Regions from separate parts of the Arachis hypogaea genome. Here region 1 is linked to region 2. The links are chromatin contacts, called in public Hi-C maps. All regions are on one chromosome and are shown on one strand. The core of a region is the stretch at or near the end of the contact, and the rest is flanking DNA. Distances in the headings are between cores, read along the strand shown.

The links. A called contact is a pair of places that touch in the nucleus more often than the background predicts.
Region 1: a Hi-C map of leaf shows a contact between it and region 2, with 2.6 times the contacts expected there. The contact joins the promoter of LOC112790826 here to the promoter of LOC112779270 in region 2. A contact is called at or near these places in 2 of 8 Hi-C or Micro-C datasets (both in leaf).

What each region holds. Positions count from the first base shown.
Region 1 is chr3:102,571,519-102,577,466 of arahy.Tifrunner.gnm2.J5K5, forward strand. It overlaps LOC112790826, which reads right to left and starts at 2,960. Exons shown (of 4, transcript XM_025833406.3): 1 at 2,392-2,960; 2 at 1,933-2,085; 3 at 1,028-1,099; 4 at 1-837. The coding sequence starts at 2,523. The coding sequence ends at 169.
Region 2 is chr3:102,443,175-102,449,100 of arahy.Tifrunner.gnm2.J5K5, forward strand. LOC112779270 reads right to left here and starts at 2,490. Exons shown (of 1, transcript XM_025823523.3): 1 at 1,087-2,490. The coding sequence starts at 2,131. The coding sequence ends at 1,253.

The DNA of each region.
Region 1 (5,948 bases), core at 1,710-4,209, 130 kb after region 2:
TACCTTAAGAATGAGGTACCGTTCTGTTCTTGTAACTTGTAAGCATTTGCTTCTGAAGACACTGATCCAAAGCACAAGGCGGCATCATCCTATTAGCCTGCATAGCAACTAACATTATGGGGTCCTAGCTTTGCTAAAATATCATGATTACTGTCAACTCTCAAGAAGCTATTTCATCAAGTCTAAGAACACAAATGCATTCCACAGACTATGCAATAACATTGATGGCAATAGATTCCTTGACCTTGTAAATATGACACCCATCACCATCCCAAGAAATATGAGTGGTAGCATCCTCTGTATATTAAAATGTGCAAGTGCAAAGGCAATTGAACTAACTAGTATTGCACACCAAACTGGCATGTATTTGGTAAGAGAAGGAAGTAGAAAACCACGGAAAACTATCTCCTCCCACACAGGAGCACAAACTGATACTACAGTTGCATATAACAACATAGCCACCGGATCCCTTGATCTTATGGATTGCTCAACACTTGAAAGGGTGACAGGGGTAGACGGCAAGAGAGGTAGTAGATCCAGGTTGAATTGAGAGAGCCGATTGACAAAAGGAAACATGAGACACCCTATGATAACATCTAGTTGCCAATTCCCTTTCAAGCTGAACTTGAACCAGTCGGGTGGGAGGGGACGAAATCGTGAAAGACAGCGAAGAAGAATCGCGATCCCAGCAAGTCCCTCAGTTACATCAGTGATGAGACTAAACAGTGCCTGTCCTCTCAATGTCAAAGATTCCTTGCTGAGACCAGATACATGAGCTGCAAAAGGAATCATCCAGGTTCCTATAAACCAAAACGCAGATGTCCAAAGAAGCATCACCTGCATCATACATGTATGCACGGCTTAATGCACTTACACATTTAGTTATTTAACTATGTTCAATAGGCCTGTCATCATGGCTTTCATACCAGTATCATATCACCAAAAATTTCTCAACCTTAAGGAATTGATACACAAAATCACAATTTATTTAATCAGTTCTCGCTCTCAAAGTTAGAGAAGCACTTACTTGCAATATCGTCAGTGCACTCCATGGTACAACCCATCGGCTGCCAAATACCTTGAATACTAACTCCGCAGTCTGAAGGAAAATCAAGCATTTCGGTAAGCAGATTGACACAATAACTATAACAACAGCACCAAAAGCCTTTCCTTAAACTGTTTTGGCGGCAGGGGAATTGACATATGATAAATTGCAATTAGAATACAACCAAAAACAACAAGTGCATTGACAAGTGTTTCTTGCAAGAAAATCTAACTTCATGTATCAACTGAGATACAAAATGATGCATGTGGATTAAAATCAAGAGAGCATAAGATTAAAGATCAAATAATCTCAGTCGAGGAATACAAATCCGCTTTTCATTATTGTATTCATACAATCAAAGGCAACCACATCCATCTTCCCTTTCCATCACTTCACCAATGGACAAATAATACAATCAGATAGTCATCATGTCGACCAAATTATTCCATTTACCGGCACCGTCTAGTGCAACCACCTAATCACAGAGAATCACTTCTCCTACTAGACAGGAGGAGCTAAAACGTGGACCAAACATATTTCAGCCTCTAGATTTGAGAGCCAAAATTCGCACTTTATCAGCTATCATTACCACTCCAGAGGAGTAAGCCAAATAGTCATACATACATTTCCAGACAATGATTGGCTTCTGTAAGTGCATTTTGAGTGGACGCAGAATGTCTCAATGCTTCATAGTTCATACCCAGTAAATTTTGACATATTGCCACAATTATATGTCACAATATGATAAGAGAACTCTTAAATTTTCAACTTATATGACAATTGTTTCTGACAACACTGATTCTGGGAACACGAGGCTTGAAGCAATACAAGATGGATCAACATAGAACACTATCTGTTATGAAAGCGAAGTAGAGACATAGTGATACCTTCTGGAGATTCGATTTCCGGTCACTTTTAGCGACACTAGTGTGATTGAATTCAGATTGCACCAATTCCTCGGGGAGATAGTGCTCTATAACTTCAGGCTTGGGTGTTTCCGGAGAATGGTGTTCTTGCCTAAAGCACGAAATACTCAATTTCTGCAAGAAAAACAAAAGCACACAAACAAATCACTAGAAGCACATTCACATAATTATTTGCCGTCTCTTTCACTAATAACTCCACAAATAAACATCAAGTAGTAATAAGAGCTCAAATCTGAAAATGCCCCATTAGGATAATTGAATGTCACTGGTTACTTCAGAAAACACAAAACCCTCGACAAAACAAGGAATCCCCCCCCCCCCCTTTCCCCCCTTTTACCCCCTCTTTAACAGAAAAATGCAATCGAAAGCAACGATTTTCAACAGAAAAAGATAAGTGAGGTGATTGGAGATAATGCTTACGTTGGTTGGAGAGCGTTGACGAGAATCGAAGATCCGAAAGGGGTTTAGGGTGGGGGGTCGGGGAGATGGCTTAATTGGAAGAAAGAAGCGACAAAACCCAGAGTAAGAAGAAGGAGTAGAGGTGCTCAACATTGATAAAAACCAATTCCTAAGCCAAACTAAGCAAATCAAAACGCTGCACTCAAAATTATATCTTTATTAAAGCAACAAAGGAACAGTATTGGGAGCCCGAAGCCGAAGCCGAAGCCGAAGCTGGTTTGGTTGAGGTGCCTAGGTTAGGTGAGGGTAAGAGGTTGTAGGTTTAGTAGCTGTGGGAATGAAGGAATGAATGTAGATTGAAGCTTGGGCTGTGTTGTACTTCTAGATTGTTGTGTATATGTTCATCCACACATCAAACACGACCACTTAACTTGTTTTCTTTTCAACCAATCGTCTTGTTTTCTGCATAGATTTATATAAAATTTTCTCACCAGATTCATTTCTGATATATCACCTCACTACAGGGATTGTTGTGTGAACCAAATCTCTAAAACACACGTTCTTTGTATGGGCAAATTAACCATAATTTTAATGTATTCAAGTACAACATTTTTAATATCTAAGTAAATTTATATATTTTAATAATAAAGTAACAATATAAAAAATTAACGTAATTTTTTTATATATCATTTGTTGATTTTTGTATAGAGAAGTATATGATCTTCTATTCATTTATGATGATTGTGCAATTTCTTTGATCACCTGGAAATCTGTTCTTTCCAGATTCAACTTCGCCACAGGTTGAACCACAAAATTTAATTTACTTTATATTCTGAAGTATTTGATTAATCCCGCTTCCTAATTGTAACGTTGTTGTTACTTAATTACTATCTGAAGGGAAAAGTATAACAAATATCAACGTCAGAATGCAACTGACAGAATAATTAGTTTTAGTATATTTTTTGGGATAAAATACATAGATAAAAGAAATGGCATTTAATATTATATGGAGATCCTGAAACCAAAAATATTACATGCATACCTCGTTATGTTTATATGTAAATCAAAACCACCTAATTTGATTTACTATAACTTTATGTAAATCAAAATATGTTGATTCGATTTAATATGTGTTATTGTAAATTGAAATGCTTTAGTTTAATTTACTATATGTTGCTGTAAATCAAAATACACTAATTCGATTTACATGTATTAAGATAAATCGAATTATACTAACTTGATTTATTAGAGACGTCTAAATCGAATTACGACACCAAGTAATTCAAATATAAAAAATTCGATTTATTAGTATATTGAAGAGAATATATGAATCGAATTTAAGTAATTCAATTTACTACAAGATACAATCTATATAAATATAATCAGAATGTTTTTGGTTCATTAGAGTAGAACTTGTAATGGCTAGTGATGATAGTTTTCTAGTTCTTGTGCATTATAGAGAGATAATTAAGAAAAAACGTGAGAGGAAATAAAATTTACAGATAAGGATCTGTTGAGTGTGTTTATCAAATCTTCAACGAATTTTGTTGAGTTTTAACATACTATAATCTAAAAACTGGGACTGCATGGTGTGAAACGGGTGGAAAAGTAATTTTATAAAATTTCAATTTCTGTTGTACGAGATGGTGTGAAGTACGACTCCTTTGTGATAGACAGTGACGAAGATTTGCAAGTTTTGTTTCACTATTGTCGTCAGTTTCTGAGGTGAGAACTATGAGCTATTGGCCAAGTTTGGAGATGTGATATGTAGTTCAGGAAGATCGAACCGAAATCTTTAATTATTAATAATGCCAAAAGCCTCTAATTCAATGCTTGTTGGTACTTATTCATCTGTGCATGTTTAGATTTAGTACGAACCTACCTCATTTTAAGGTTTTGTCCTACTAATTTGAAGTTGCATGTCTCAATTTACCTCTTTGCATACTAATTCAAATCTTGCTTATTCGTTTTACTATGAGAAGTTTTAAATCAAATTTTTTTGATTTGATTTACATAGAAACACAAATAAGACATGCATGTAACATTTTTGGTTTCAGGACATCCATATAATTTTAGATGTCATTTCTTTTATCTATTTGTTTTATCCTATTTATTTGCTCCATTTCTTTCTTTCTTTGTTTCTCTTTTCTTTTTGGTAGAACTAGGGGTGCACAGACCCGGCCCGGTCCGAAGGCCCGGCCCGACACCGAACACTTTAGGGACTAATTTGGTGTGATTTCATCGGGTCTAGGGTCGGGTACGGGTCTCAAAAATAGACCCGGTCATTATTTTGGGTCGGGTCCGGGCCATATCTCGGGTCACCCGAAGTTGGTCCGGTGGCCCGGTCATCATACACAATTAATATTTTGTATTATTAGTGATAGATTATGACTATTCTTATGTGGAATTTAAGTATTGTAAACCTTAATATTTTGTATTATTAGTCATTATAAGACTATGAATTAATGTTTTATGTTTAGAATGCATAAGACTTTAGACTAATACATAAGATTGTGTTATTTGTATTGATTTAAATATTTGGTATTATTAGACAATATTAGTATTGATTGTGGTTATGCTTTAATTTTAAAGAAGGGTTAGTTCTTGTTATATTTTTCTAAGTGAATTTTACCATGTTAACTAATGGTTGGAGTCTTGGAAATTTAAATTTTTTTACATGCTAGCTTACAGGAAGGTATCAACGTAATGTAATGTTAACGGTCCGGTTTTCACCCGATATAATTGTGGCCCGAAAGTGTATTGGTTTCATCGGGTCTAGGGCCGGGTTCGGGTCTAATAAATAGACCCGGTGTATATTTCGGGCCGGGTCTGGGTCACATCAAACCCGGCTTCACCCGGCCCATGTGCACCCCTAGGTAGAACTAACCATCTATTCTTATTATAAAAGATAATATTAAGTTCTTTTGTATTGTGCTGAAGCCATATTTTCTCTTTTAATGATACTATCTCAGCAATTCTGTTTACTTAGCAAAACTTGAAAATTAACTAATCATCTTTTAGTAAAAAGTTTTTAAAAAATTAAAAAATATCTCTTATTATTCAATTAAAACATAAATTAAAAATTAAATATAATAAATGTACATTAAAAGTATCATAATAATAATTATTATTAAAAGTTTCAGTTACAAATATTGAGATTCTACAACTTATACATGTTAATACTCTTAGTACTACATTATTTGGTCTATTTATATATGCTACATAAGACTCTACTACTCTTTATTTCTTAATTTCTCATACCAATTAACGAAAACTCTTTCAAGTAAGTTTATATTTGTCACATTTTTTTATTTAATACATTTAAAATATATCATGATTATAAAATTACTTCATAATTTTATATTTAAATTTTTTGAATTTTTTATTATTATTCATTTTTCTAAGATTAGACTTCAGTTATTGTCCCCTAGCTTGGTGCTGGCCAATTTGGAGAGGGCATTGGTACGGCTATTTAACTTTCGAGTTATGTGCCTGACTTCTGTTGCTTGGAATTGAGCTAATTGTTCTAGTGTTTCTTTTAAGTATTTCTTTATGTTGGAATTTTTAGCCTGGTAGGT
Region 2 (5,926 bases), core at 1,240-3,739:
CCACGCAACCAGCGCCTCTGGCTCGAGGAAGAAGGAGATCAATGCAGATCTTCTAGGTTGGGTGGGACCAGCTTCTGGTTGCGCAAAGGAGGTTGACGGCGAAGAGGAAGCTAACGGCGAGGAGGAAGCTAACGCCGAGAGTCGAACCAAGAAGATGATAGTGACAAGTCCGACGATCGGCAACAGGACCTGTTGCTTCTGCCGCCGCCGACGAGAGCAAGAAAGCCGAGCAACTGAGTGCGAGACTGGAGACGGTGAGAGAGACTGGAACCGAGAGAACGACGAGAAGCTTGAATGCGACACGGGAGATAATGAGAGAGACCGGAGGCGAGAACAGTAAGCCACAGTGAGAGAGATGACAGAGAGCTTCAATGACAGTGACACTGAGGGAGGAGAAGGAGAGAGCTCAGAAAGAAATGATAAACGACATCGTGTTTTGAAGAAAAAAGAAAAATAAAAATCTGACGATTTATATAAATCTGATCTGAATTATAAATTCAGACTGAATTATGTAAACCATCCAAATTCATCTGGTTCTAAGAAATACTACCAATTACATTTTGACATGTCAACGACTTTTAAAAAAGATGTTTAGAGCATCTTTGTGGGAGTATTCCCCATAATTATATACATATTTGGGAGTTGGGACCCACAATGTACCAATAAACACACAAAATTGTTGCATTCTCGGACTATTTCGATTCGCTTCCATAGAAAAATTGAGCTGCTTGTGCACATGCTCCTCTCCTCGTCTAAATTCAGCTTTCTTCTGCCCAAAATCACATGCTTGGGCAAGATTGATTCTTTTCAAAAAAAATTTCAGCTACTTTTTCTTTGGGCAATTTTTAGGTGTCAAGGACTGCTTTTCTGACTGTTTCTTCTGCTAGGTAGTATCTGAATTGGAGTTTTTACATTCCTTTTCTAAATTTATTAAATTTGATGACTTACAGTTTACATATTGTTTGAGATGAGACTGGTTGATAAGATTAAAATTGGTTCATGTGAAGGGGAAAGGCATTGATGATTCCTTGACGATCGAATACATGTTTATCATGGCGAAAAATAAGTATAGTGCCAGACAGTGAAGAGAGTAATAACAAGGTAGTATGATCTTAGTATAAAAAGAAAACCGGAATTTCATGTTATGATGAAGGTACAAATGCTTTCTTCATTGCTTATAATAATAGAAGATCCCTGTTTATCAAAGAGAAAAGCAGTAAAGTAATTGAACCAATACTAACAAAAACAAAAACTACTGAACACCACTCTCAAGAACTGGCTGAGTTCTTGTGACAGCTGCAGAAGGCATTTTACTGTTGCCAACCCATCTACTTTCAAGAACCAGATCTTCATTGGCCTGTCTTTCCATGTCCTGAATTCTTTTAGCCTTCACAAGTCTCAAACAAAGAACCCCTACATAAACCACTGCAATCAACCCGAAAAACCCAACCACAAAGCCAATCAGCCACAGATACCATGGCCTGTTCTTCTTCTCCAGAGGCAGAACAATTGAGAAATGACCCTGCTCTCTGGAGTAACACACGCCATGGGAGCCCATCTCGGTAAGATGGAATGTTCCATTGGAGAGGAAGGCCACACACCTTGCCCTTGAAATGACGCCACCCATGAAAGTAACATTGGGGAATATAACAGATATGGGTTTCCCCATTGTGTTGAGAATGAGGTTCCTCACATTTGTGTCCGTTACATTTGATGCATCGAAAACCATGAATCCAACAACAGAAGAGATCAGTGAATAGCCTGGCAAATTGTAGTAGCGGGAAGACCAGTTGCCAAAGTCTTGGTACACAATGGCCAACCTCTTCACATGGGGAATGGACGCTGTTTTTGGTGGGATCCTAAAGTAACCGAAGTTCGCACCTTTGCTCCAGAGCCTCCGGCTTCGAAGGCGAACCACCGATGCATTCATGCCAGAAAGGTTCCGAGGAAGAAGAGCATCGTAGACGGCACCGGTTTGATGGCGGTGCCTGTGTTTGATGAATGATCGTAAAGCGAAATCTTGGACTAATGAATTGAGTGAGTCGCTCGCAGTGTTGTCGAAGCTATGCACCAATGAGAAGGACGAGGAGCAACACAAGGTGAAAATCAAGAACGAGATGAAGGATCCCATTCAACACTATATGCAGCTACCGAAAAGAGCAAAGAAGCAATGGAGATAAGTGTTTTAAGGCAAAGACGTCTAATGAATAAGTGGGGATGTTAATGGAAAATAGAGCACCAAGTCCAATGATGGTTGCTTTCCACAAAGAAGAAAGCATGCAGAGGTTTGGGTCCCAAGCATGACTCCAGGGTCTAGAGAGAGAGAGAGAGAGAGAGAGAGAGAAGACTCAAAAGTCTTTGATTAACTGTGGCAGTGATGATTTAAGGGTGTTGTGCTTAGTGGCTCGTGGCGCCTGTCTCTGTGTGAGTTTGAGAAAGAATCTTTGTTACTTGTTTTGGTATCACTACTCACAAGTCACAAGAATGTGAGAAGCTACTTTAGGCATGCGTTGATGCCTCGTTTTATCTCCTCGGTCCTCACTCCTCACTGAGACGCAAATTTAGCCTATGATATCATGAAAATTAAATGATTAATGATGAAATCTACTCAGCAACATGAAAAAGAAAACAAAAGAAGAGAAAAGAAAATAAAGCCGTGAAGTTTGGCCCATTATGAAAATCCATGATTCGTAGAACTTCTTCCATGGATGAAATCATGAAGGTATCCAGGTCCAAGAATGAAGGCCCAGACCACAGGAAATAAGCTTCGACTATTGACCCAAATGATATACGGATCCAACCCAACATCAGTGGACCCTACCTTATAAACCTCCCTGTTAGCCCAAAATAAAAATAAAGCTCCTTAAAATTTCAAGCATAATGGAATTTAGGATTTAATTTTTATAGTTTAAATTCGTATAGTTCTATTTACTTGTTTACAAAGCTCTTAACCTTAACAATGGAGATTTAGTTGTTCATGATGCAAAAGAATTCTAGTTGAAAAAAGTGTAAAGTACGGAAGAGAGAAGAAGAAAGGACCCTAGGCTAAGATATTTTCTCCTTTTATATCTAATCCTTATTAATGTAAAATAAAATTTCTAAAACCTAAAAATATCTTTTCTTAATTCAAAACACAAAAAAAAAATTGAATTAAAGCCTAAAGATTTGATGTAATTCACGTGGAAGCTTTTCTCTTTCAGCACACTGGCGCCAAACTTGAGCTAAGTGAAGTTTGGCACCATGTTCATATGAGGACGCACGCATTCCAACGTTCCTGGCGCCAAACACCGGGATGTGACATTTAGCGCCACCATGGTCGCAACAAATTGGAGCTTTATAGTGATACTGGTGCCAAACTTGAGCTAGATGAAATTTGACATCACTTTGTTGCATGAAATTGATTCCTTTTTTCTTTCTGAACTCTGCCAAATTTATCCGAATGCTACCTGAAATTAATCAAATTGAAAAAATAACTTAAAGTAGTATTTATGGTGGCTTAAAACACCTAAATCATAATTTAATTCAACAAATTCAAATTCACTAAGAAAAGAAAAAAAGGATGCGCACGCATCACTTCTTCTTTGTGACTTCAATGAAATGTTGTCTCCAATCGAAAGCAATAGTGGTTTTTTCTCTGTGCAGAAAGCTTCTCATTTTGCTGATGTGTTGGATATTGGTGGTATCTTTGACATTCCTTCAAATGATAGAAGATTCACTTGGTACCATTGGATTTAGAATTTTTGAGATGTTGCTAAGAAATTGGATCGTGTTTTAATTAATGAAGCTTGTTTGTTCCTTTTTCCTGAGACTAATTTGGAGGTGCTTAGTAAATTGAACTCAAACCATTGTCTTATTTTGGTGCGTTTCTTTGGTAATCCTAAACCAAGAGATGCCCGCCCATTTAGATTGCAAGCTGCGTGGTCTACTCATCCCGAATACTAGATGGTTATCCAAAAGTCTGGAACTCAAAATTCTTTAGAGATGTCTAGAAGGACTCGTTGGAGTTTAACACCAAGATCTTTGGCAATACTTTTGTTAGAAAGAGGAATTTAAAAAATCAAATTAATGACATTTAAAGTTAGTTAGAGACCTCTGATGACTTGTTACTAAGGGATAAAGAAAGAGAGCTCAATGAAGATCTTAACCAAACCTTACTCTAGGAGGAACACTTAGGGTATCAAAAATCGTGCGAGCAATTGGTGAAGTATAGAGATCGTAATACAAAGTTCTTCCATATGCAATTTCTGATGTGCAAAAGTCATAATAAAATTTATGGCTTCTTTGTTGGTGATGACTCTTGGTCAACTGATCTTGATATCCTTCAAAAAGAAGCTCTTTCTTTTTACAAGAATCATTTATGCTTGACAGAAGAAATGGAAGTTGATTGTATGGGGGATTATCTCTTGCCTAATCTTAGCAATGAAGCGTGTGATAGACTTATAACTCCTGTATTGTTTACTGAGGTTAAATCTGCTATCTTCAATATGAGCCCTTTCAAGGCACCTTGCCCTGATGGGATTTCAAGCCTTCTTCTTTAAGGACTACTAGAGATTCTTGGTACCAATGTCTGGAAGGTGGTTCAAAGATCCTTCTCGGGAGAAATGCTGAATCCTAACATCATGGAAACCTTTATTGTCTTAATTCCTAAAGTAGATTGTCCAACTTTTTTGAAAGATTTTAGACCCATAAGTCTATGCAACATGTCATATAAAATTATCACTAAAGTTCTTGTAAATAGGCTGTGTCCTTTCCTTACAGAGATCATTGGCCTTTTACAGGGGGTTTATTCCTGGAAGAGGTGCACCAAATAACGTTATTATTGCTCAGAAATCCTTCACTTTATGGAAAAAAAAAAACTAAATCTTGGAAAGGTACCCTGGGCTTTAAGATTTCTAACACCATATCACACAGAGGTGGCAAGGTATTACGACCCCTAAAACAAAAATACGTATGTAAATATAATTGAAAGAAATGGTAAATAGGATCCATGAAAAAGAAGCTAAGCAAAAACATAACAAAAGATCGCATCACTCAAGTCTACGTAAGCATAAAATGGATAAACAAAATAGAAAAGAAGGCTAAAAACACATAGGAATTTGATATCTGTATCTATATATAACCCACAGTCATCCCAAAAGACAAGACAAAAATACCTGTTTCTCCAAGTCAACCTCTAAGAGGGACAAAATACAAGTTATACAGGGTAGAGAATATAATTACATATATACATAGCCTAATCACAAAATATCACAGCCCAAAATGAAATCTTCACTTGCACAGAGAATCTCCAGACGCTCAACGAGGTGCCTCTCGACCTGCATCTGAAAAATAATAATGTATGTATAGAATAAGAATCGGGGGTTCTTAACATGGTAAAGGTGCCCATATAGATAATATATAAAGTGATGGGAAAGCCAGAGGCATTCCTAGAACTCTGACACTCAGATTAAACTTAAATTTATACTAAACCAAAAAGTTTGGTAATCTGTCTAAGGGTTCCTAGCTCTAATCTTACTCTTCTCTTTCTGTTTTCTCCAAACCTCCTAGTCACCGGGTACGCCTCCGCCAAAAGAGGGTCTCTCAAATACATACACATACAAATCAAACAAAGAAAGCACAGATAGGTTACAAATACAGTAGATAGAGCAAGTAGCAAATAAGCATAGTAAATAGTTAGGCACACCAAAACAATGCACACTCAAGCAAACATACAAATGCATATGATGTATGCCTATCCTATGGCTGATGAGTCTCATTTGTCGATTATATAGTCAAACCCGACATGTCTAGTAGCTAACCTTGGACAGTCCCTCTGTGCACGCATCCCCAAGCTCAAATTATCCATGGGGAATACCCTAAGCTCAAAATATATCCATCGGAAAAACTCCAAGCTCAATTTTATATATACATGCATGCCCATGGGAGA